Linked DNA regions of Sus scrofa: region 2 is linked to region 1. Evidence: chromatin contacts called from public HiChIP or PLAC-seq data. All regions are on one chromosome and are shown on one strand. Each heading gives the region's core, a stretch centred on a gene start, on an enhancer-like site or on the middle of the called end of the contact. The rest is flanking DNA. Distances are from core to core; before and after follow the strand shown. Region 1 overlaps SGPL1 (sphingosine-1-phosphate lyase 1). Region 2 overlaps SGPL1 (sphingosine-1-phosphate lyase 1).

Region 1 (4,180 bases), core at 1,566-4,065:
GCATTGCCATGAGTGATGGGATTTTCCAAAATAATAGATTTAAGAGTTGATAAAGTTCCAAACAAAATGAAGGATAACTTATGTGCAACTTCCAACCTGATAGATGGAGGAGTGTATAACCATGTTTCTATTTGTCTTTTTATGGCTGCACCCACAGCATATGGAGATTCCTGAGACAGAATCTGAGCCACAGCTGTGACATACACTACAGCTGCAGCAACACCGGATCCTTTAGCCCACTGTTCTAGGCTGGGGATCGAATCCATGCCTCCACAGTGACCTGAGCTGCTGCAGTCAGACTCTTAACCCACTGTGACACGTGGGGGAACTCCGAAGATGTTTTTAAAGAAATCCGCTTTTTCTTGTATGAAAATGAAATTCAGCTCTTGGCTCATGTGGCTATGAATTGGCTTTTCACCTGCATGATTATCCTTGCAGCATGTTAAAAGATGTGTAGACTCAAGACAATTCTTTATTGTGAGGGGCTGCCTTTGCAGCGTCTGCATTACAAGATATCTAGCATCCACCACCATCACTCAAAGTCAGAACTACTCCCATCCTTGTAACAACCAAAACTTTCAAAATTTTGGGGATGTCCCCTAGGGAGCCAAACTGTCCCACTGAGACCTATTACTAAGGATTGATGAGAGGAATAGGCTCTAACAGAAGCCTCATTCTAATATCTACAGCTGAATACCTGTCAGGTTAAAAGGGACTCAAGCAGCATTCCAGCCCATCCATCCCACCTAACATTGCATGTCAGACTCTCCAAGGGGCCTCTCCAAGTCTCCATGTCAGAGCTTTCCTCCAGACCTGGTGAAGGATGGGGAGGGCCCAGACATCGGTATTTTGAACACCCCTCAGATAAAAGTTGCTAAATTCTATCCATTCTCATCCATTTCTATGCCTTGGTCCCACAGCTCATGGAAAGTGAACTTGGAATTCCTGACATTCCAGCTCTAGATGCCCAGGCCCAGAAAATGCAATGAAGCTTGGAGGACAGCACGCTGGCTTTGAGACTCACGTGCTGCATGGCTTGGGATGCACCATTCCCCACTACAAGTCTCAATTTTCTGAGCTCAAAATTGGATAGGGAGGAGAAGCTGCTTTCCAACACTGTCAGTCTAGAATGCTCTATGCCCACTTTGGGTTAAACTTTCCGGAAGCCTCTGTTTAAAAACTCCACGTTTCTGTGCTCAGGTTCCAGGAAGGGCCCTCGATCACACACTTCTTTGGTTGGAGAGAGTGTCCAACCTGGTCCTGAGCTGATGATGAGTGACATGGCCAGAATGCCCTGGGAAGCCAGCCCGCCCTCCCTCCCCCTCCCCCACAGTGTTGACACAGATGGCATTCGAAGCAGAGGCCCCCAAGGTTATAAAAGTCCTGTGTAAACAGAGGACCAAGGGGGTCAGTAGGAACCTTGGTCCATGGTCACTACCTGCCTGGCCCTGCAGAACCGGTTTCCAGGGCTGAATCACCCAGAGGAGCGGGGCTTTTGACAGCTAGGTGGCACCTGTAGCCTGAGCTCAGGGTCAAGGCTGAAGGAGAGGGTGTCCAGCTCTGCACGCAGATGAAAAAGCTTTTAAGGCTTTAAAAATAGAATTGAAGAAATTTTCCCTAGTAGGTTTTTTGTTTTGTTTTGTTTAATTAAGGGCAGTTATTCTAGATGCTCCATGATTGGGGGAATGGACCTAGGCAGAGTGACCAAGGACAGCACGAGCTGAGAGCACAGGCTGATCTGGAGTTAACCAGGCAGAGAGATGCAGGAAGAGTGCCCCAGCTGAGGGAACTATATATGCCAAGGCCAGGATGGCAAGAGTAAGAGGGAAGGGAAGGGGAGGCTGGTGTACAGGTCAGTAGGGACAGATGTGTAGGGCAAATGCACATGCCTTCAGGGGCCCAAGCAGGAAACGTGAGAGTTACCATTTGGGAATGTAGGTCTCAGGATTATTCATTTATCCATGTAACTATTTAATGTTGGTTGCAATAGCCTGGGTGGGGGACGTATCACTGAGTAAAACAAAGATCCCTGCCCTTATGCAGTTTACAGTCTAGTGGAAGGAGAGAGACAAATAAACGGAATAAGTGAACTATATGGCAAGTTAGAAGGTGCCAAGAGCTATAGAAAAAGAAGCAAAAACCTAGCATGGGAAATAGAAATTGTTGGGCATAGAGTTGGCAGTCATGGGTGCTGCTGTTTTAAATAGAACAGGAGAGTAGGCTCAACATCCCAATTTTCCAAAGAAAGTCAGAAGTGCAGTCTCTTTGGTAAAAATGTCTCAATTTTAAAATCATGATGTCCTAGGAGCCTGCCGGAGTAGGGGGTCATTGTCATTCTCCTCGCTAGGACTACTTTAGTTCCTTATGTTGAACAGTGGGAACAGTTTCAGCACCCCAAGGGACCAGAGCCCAGGAGAAGGGTTTGTCATTGCCCTGTGGAAGCACCTTCAGATGTCACCAACCAAGCTTCCAGCCATGTGCAGAGAGCTCTTCCTTTCTTTTAGTTGCCCCAGCTCTTCAGATGTCCCATGTTCTTGGGGCAGACATGGAGCTGCCCACAGCCCCGCCCCTCTCCCCCCACCATTGCCCAAGCTCTGCTGGGAAGACCCGTGCTTTAGAGGGGAAAGATGACAGCCCTAGAGCAGAAAAATGCACAGTATGGACACCAATCCTGTCTCCTGATCTCTAGGCACTGGAGGCACATGCAACAGGCAACAGACTCTTTATCCTTAGTTAGCAAGAGGAAAGAGCAAGCCAGCATAATTTCTGGACAAAAAGAGCTCAAAAAGAGTGTAGGACTATGATGTGTTCTTAGAATTTGCATAATATGTCTTGTGACCATGACATACTTGCTGAATCACCCCTATTTGTTTGGCTTTTTTTTTTTTTTTTTTTTAGGGTCACACCCTTGGCATATGGAAGTTCCCAGGCTAGGGGTCGAATCAGAGCTACAGCTGCCAGCCTACACCACAGCCACAGCAACGCCGGATCCAAGCCACATCTGCAACCTACAGCACAGCTCACAGCAACGCCAGATCCCTGGCCCACTGAGCGAGACCAGGAATCAAACCTGCATTCTCATCGATACTAATCAGACTTGTTTCCACTGCACCACAATGGGAACTCCCCCCCCTCCCCACTGTTTTGGGGTATTTTTGTCTTTTTAGGGCCATACCTCGACATATAGTTTTCCCAGGCTAGGGGTCCAATCAGGGCTACAGCTGCCGGACTACACCACAACCACAGCAACGCCAGATCTGAGCCACGTCTGCGACCTACACCACAGCTCACGGCAACACTGGATCCTTAACCCACTGAGCAAGGCCAGGGATCAAACCCGCAACCTCGTGGTTCCTAGTCAGATTCGTTTCCACTTCGCCATGACAGGAACTCCATCCCACCTCCAATGTTAATTCCATCTTTCTCCTCCAAGGGAGAGAAAAAAATTGGAGATGTGTAGTGATTGTCAGGTGATCTAAAAGGTCATAAAGAAGATCATGACCAAGAGACTGTCAGAATTTTGGGCAACTTATTCAGTTTTTTGAAGTTTTGTTTTTTCATCAAAATATACTACATGTACTGACCAGTCCATGAATCAAGCAATAGAGCTTGGTGAATATTCACAGAGTGAACATCAGTGCTCGGCACCCCTATTATGAAATGGAATGTGGCCAATTCAATTGTTTTTAAATTAACGCACTAGAGGATGGGATACAGGTGGTATGTGTCCTGAGAACTCAGAGCGCTGTAGGATATGGTATTTTTAATTTCATCGAAAGAGCAGCAAGCAGCCGTTGAGGTTGTTTTAATCAAGGAGCTGACTGTATCACATTTGTATTGTGAAACAATTCCTCCACATAATATAAAGGCTGGGAACAAATCCAAGTGGGCAAACTGGTTACAAGGCTTTTGCATTCATCTCAGCAAAGAGTGAAGCTACTTGGTCCTAGGCTAGAACAAGGCCATAAGCTCAGAAGATGGCAAAATGAGATAACAGAATAAAAAGAGCTTCCCAGAAGCACAGTCACACTGGTGCCCTGGCCAGCAGGCTCCCATGAGTGACTTCAGGTTAGTAGCCCCAGGGGAGAAGTCATATTCATTGCTCAAGACAAACTAACCCATATCTAGTGGGCTATACCTTGAACTTTTAGAGCCAGACTCGGGTATCTCCCCCTTAACA
Region 2 (4,000 bases), core at 28-2,527, 66 kb before region 1:
CATCATTCCGGTCTAAGCAGATGTGGATGATGGAGATGGAAGGAAAAACCTGGGAAACCAAAAACATGAATTCCAGACCTCCTTTAAACAGGTGTGACCACCATCCTGGTGGAGCTACCGAGGGAAGCGCTTGGAACTGAGGAATTGCTGCTCACCTACGTCTAGTCAGCAGTCACACACAACCATTTTCACCACAAGGGGGCGCAGGCGCTCTCACCAGCAGTGGGTTTGGAGCTGCCACCACCCCAGCAGGTCTCTCCCCTGTACACCAAAATAAACAAATGAATGCAATCATCCACAATGATTAAGATTTAGGATATTTAATTACTTGTTTCTTAAGAGATTATTGCTGCAGTTAGGAAGGGAGCACTGAGATGGGAAAGGAGGAGGTTAGACAGAAAAGACTGAAAAGAGCCAAGTACCATTTTCCAAGTACAAAACTGGTCATCTTAAAAGTGACATGGCAGTATATTCACACAACTACTTACATCTAATGCAGAAACATGACAGTACAGTTTTTGCAGAGGCCAATGTGACATCTGCTAGCAACATGATACCATTAAGACATTCCACCCATCTCTGCCAGACTAGGTATTACTAATAGGCACAGAAACATACAGAATAGAAAGCCCACACATGTTGAGTCAAACTAATGCTCACAATCATAAATTAAAGTGGCAACAGCAGGTCCCTTTGAAAAACACCATTGCCCCCCCAACCCCAGCAGCAATGTCACAGCACGGAGGGAGGTCCTGGAAGCAACAGCACATGTGGCAAGGCACGTGCTTCTCCATTTTAGCAGCTGACAAACCACAATGGTGCCTGCTGGGCAGTTCTTGGTCCCTGGACTTCCTCCAGCATGACACATACACACTGGAGACTCAGGGACAGTTCACACACAGCTCTGACCACAGCTCCTCGCTCAGGAGGCACACAGCAGTTCAGCAACCAAGGGGAGCATGACTCCCATGAATCTCAGCCTCTGCCTCCTCACTCACACCAACCGCCATTGGAACCCACAACAGACAGAATGAAACACACCACACCAGCCCTGCCACGGCAAGGCCAGCTGCTCAGTTATTGTGGAGGAAGTACAGTGCTAAAGAACATGTCAGACAAACACGCCAAGGAGCTTGGGGGAGGAGGGGTGGCCTGGGCATCTTGGTTGTCCCGGCCAGCATTCCCAGTCAAGGAGGCGAGTGGATACCAGCCTGAAGAGGCAGAATATTCAGGAGTCCCTGAGACAGGTGGTGGAACAGTGGGAAGTTCTCCTGACTTAGCCCTACCCAGATCAAAACCTCAGAGACTGGTCCATTTCCCCTCAGGCCTGAGTCAGGATCAGCCCATCACCACCCTTGGCTGAGGAGGAAGGCACAAGGTATGTTCGTCATGAGAGGACAGTGGCTCGCCCTGGATCAGGGCTCTGTAAGGGGGAAGAGGGTAGGAGGTGGGTGCAGGGTTGGGTCCTGTCCCTGCACCACCCTGAGCAACTAGTCTTAGGAAGGAATCCCAGGCTCTAGACCACACGTGACATTTGCCATCACTTTCCTATTCTAGAAAGTTTATCTCAGACTAGCAGGGCTGAGGAGCGTCCAGTACCTGAGGCTTAACTGCCAGAGTACCTTTGGGATCTGAATAAAGGGGGAAGAGGCAGGAAGACACACTAATGCAGAAAGAGATTTCCCTGGCCTTGAGGGCCCTCTCATGCCCTCCTCACGGCCACCTCAGGTAAGTCAAGGCAACTTGTGAAGGTGCTTTGAGCTGTTCTTTCAAGCATAGTCTCATGCATCCCCACCACCAACTCTGGTGAGGCACACATTTGAATTTGGGTGCTCGTCCTACTCTGATACTCAGAAAAGTATAGAAAAGGTCTGGTTCCGATTATCACTGGCCCAAGAGAAGGTTCAGGTGTGTTCTGAATACTGCCAGTTCAGAGAGGCAGCACCAGGGCCTGAAGGTCCTAGATTCTCTGGAAACTGCAATCTCTTCCCAGTCCATGGAAATAGGAATGAACCAATGGGAACACAGTTTCAAACAACAATCTTCAGTCAAGTATCAAATGGAAACTGCAGGCAAAGAAGAGGACCAGCAGACCGCTCCAAGCTCTCCTTGGCGGACTGAGCAGATCCACTTGACTGCAAGCACCCTGCCTCACAGAATCAACGGCTCTTCAACCTGCACCCTGGAGAAATAACACGAGCTGCAGTCAAAGGGACTCTGCGACAATCACCACTCTAAGAGGAGAGCCGGAAAAGCCTCCTGCTTAGAGAAAGCCTTACTCCACCCAGGGAGACATTGGTTAGGGAACGCTTCCTGTCTGACCAGCCCATCTGCCCGAGGTAACAAAGCCAACCTGTTCCTACCGCATAAACTGCAGCCCAGGTTCCCTAAGGAGTCGGGCCAGGTCAGAGCTGCCACAATGTGACTAAGTGAAGTTGAGAGAGAGAGAGAGGTTAGAGAAGGGAACAGTTAAAAGAAGTCCCAGGGTCGCATTTAGAACAAGGGCGAAATAATTATGTCACGGAATCCTTTGGGTCTTCACGTTAAAAACCACAAAAGGATGGAAACAAGAGTCCTGAGGATCAAGCTGTCTCATGGTCTGTTTCGCTGTGCTCTAAGGAGCAAGACCAGATGTTGAAACGGCGGGGCCTGTCCCATACCCCGAGAACCTTCCAGAGGCCAGACGCCCCTCGGAGCTACAGAGGGTCCCAGCTCAGCGGGGTTTTGGAGAACCATTCATCTGGCTGCCCTGAGGTACAGCGTCTGTGCTGAAAAGGCTGTCCAAGAAGAAGGAGGACAATTCTGCCACCAGGTTCCTGTCGATGGTAGCCTGGGCCATGCCGTAGATCGCACCCTACAAACCCATCAAAGGACATCATTAGTGACAAGGGGCTCAAAGCCAAGATAAAGCTGTGGTCATGCCTCCTTTACCGGTCCTTGTTGTGCTCCCTGTGCTCCACCCCCCCACACCCCAACTCCATTCCCACCCCAGGTGCTCTTCTAGCAGAAAGACAGCTGGCCTAGGACATCTTTCACAGGGACCTGCCTCTGCCTTTCTGCCCAAAGAACTATCCTGTGGGATTTGGTGTAGAAAATTATAGAGGAAAAAGTCCTCTACTGTGTCCCTGTGTCAAAATTTTCTTCAAATGGACACTGCCCCCATCTGCCTTTGTCTAGCACTTTCAAATTTAGAGCATGCTTATTATATACAGCATAGCTCATTTGAGGCTAAAAACCCTGGGAGGGGTGAGGCAGAGAGCATCAGCTCCAAAGGAAGAGGATGGTGGAAAGGGGGGCGGGGGCAAATGCAGCAACAGACTTGAGGATACCTGATTCTTTCAAACCCCCACCAACACCTACCCTTCGACAGGAAGGAACCCCCCCCCCCCCCGCCCAGGGGTCCCTACCATTCCTGTGGTCTTGGCTTTAGGATTCTTCATGATCTGAGTGACGGATTCCCGGATGTCCTTTAGGAACTGTATGGCCACTCGCTTCCGGGTGTGTACCAGCGTGATGCAGAAATGAATGCTACAGGAGAGGAAAGAGACAAAGTGAGATGAATCTTGGAAAAAGAAAATTCTAAAACCAAGTGGCCCCCAATACAGGAACTTATTGGTTGTGTCTGCATGTTGGGCCAAGTGTAGTCATGCAAGCCGTTCCCAGTCCTGGGCCTCAGGGCTCTCAAACACACAGGCTGGGGAGCGTAGGCTGGCACGAGGGCTCCATGGCCTGAAGCGTGATCAAGAACCGCCCTGGTCAGAGGAATACAGCTGGCTGTTCTGTCCCAACCCCTCCCTGTAGAAACTGCCATTCCTGCAACCATGTGCCAACCAATGGGGTTCTTTTTTCTTAGAAGATAAACCCTCATGGGAACAGAGCTACATGGCTGGGGTCTCGAAGGACTTCAGGGCACAGAAGAAACTCACTCCCCTTGGAGGGAGACTGGGGTACAGAGGGATGGTGAAGGGGGAAAACTGGGTCTAGATGGGACTGACAACAG

Evidence for each region. HiChIP or PLAC-seq counts read pairs in DNA pulled down with a chosen protein or histone mark.
Region 2: an H3K27ac HiChIP or PLAC-seq map of alveolar macrophages shows a contact between it and region 1. The contact joins two enhancer-like sites. A contact is called at or near these places in 1 of 5 promoter capture datasets (liver), 8 of 47 Hi-C or Micro-C datasets (alveolar macrophages, blood, fetal heart ventricle and 3 more) and 1 of 2 datasets of contacts at active chromatin or transcription factors (alveolar macrophages).

Annotation. Positions count from the first base shown.
Region 1 is chr14:73,712,331-73,716,510 of Sscrofa11.1, reverse strand. All of the region lies in intron 1 of SGPL1 (sphingosine-1-phosphate lyase 1), which reads right to left. Among named protein-coding and RNA genes, the nearest start is that of SGPL1, 18 kb to the right of the region's middle. Within about 2 kb of position 2,815, at least 3 of the 83 cell types and tissues checked have an H3K27ac peak or open chromatin away from gene starts, as enhancers often do. A contact at or near this core is called in alveolar macrophages and retroperitoneal adipose tissue, where this site is marked.
Region 2 is chr14:73,776,673-73,780,672 of Sscrofa11.1, reverse strand. It overlaps SGPL1 (sphingosine-1-phosphate lyase 1), which reads right to left. Exons shown (of 16, transcript XM_005657411.3): 15 at 3,408-3,528; 16 at 305-2,854. The coding sequence ends at 2,714. It also overlaps a transcript of PCBD1 not described here. Among named protein-coding and RNA genes, the nearest start is that of PCBD1, 29 kb to the left of the region's middle. Within about 2 kb of position 1,277, at least 13 of the 83 cell types and tissues checked have an H3K27ac peak or open chromatin away from gene starts, as enhancers often do. A contact at or near this core is called in alveolar macrophages and retroperitoneal adipose tissue, where this site is marked.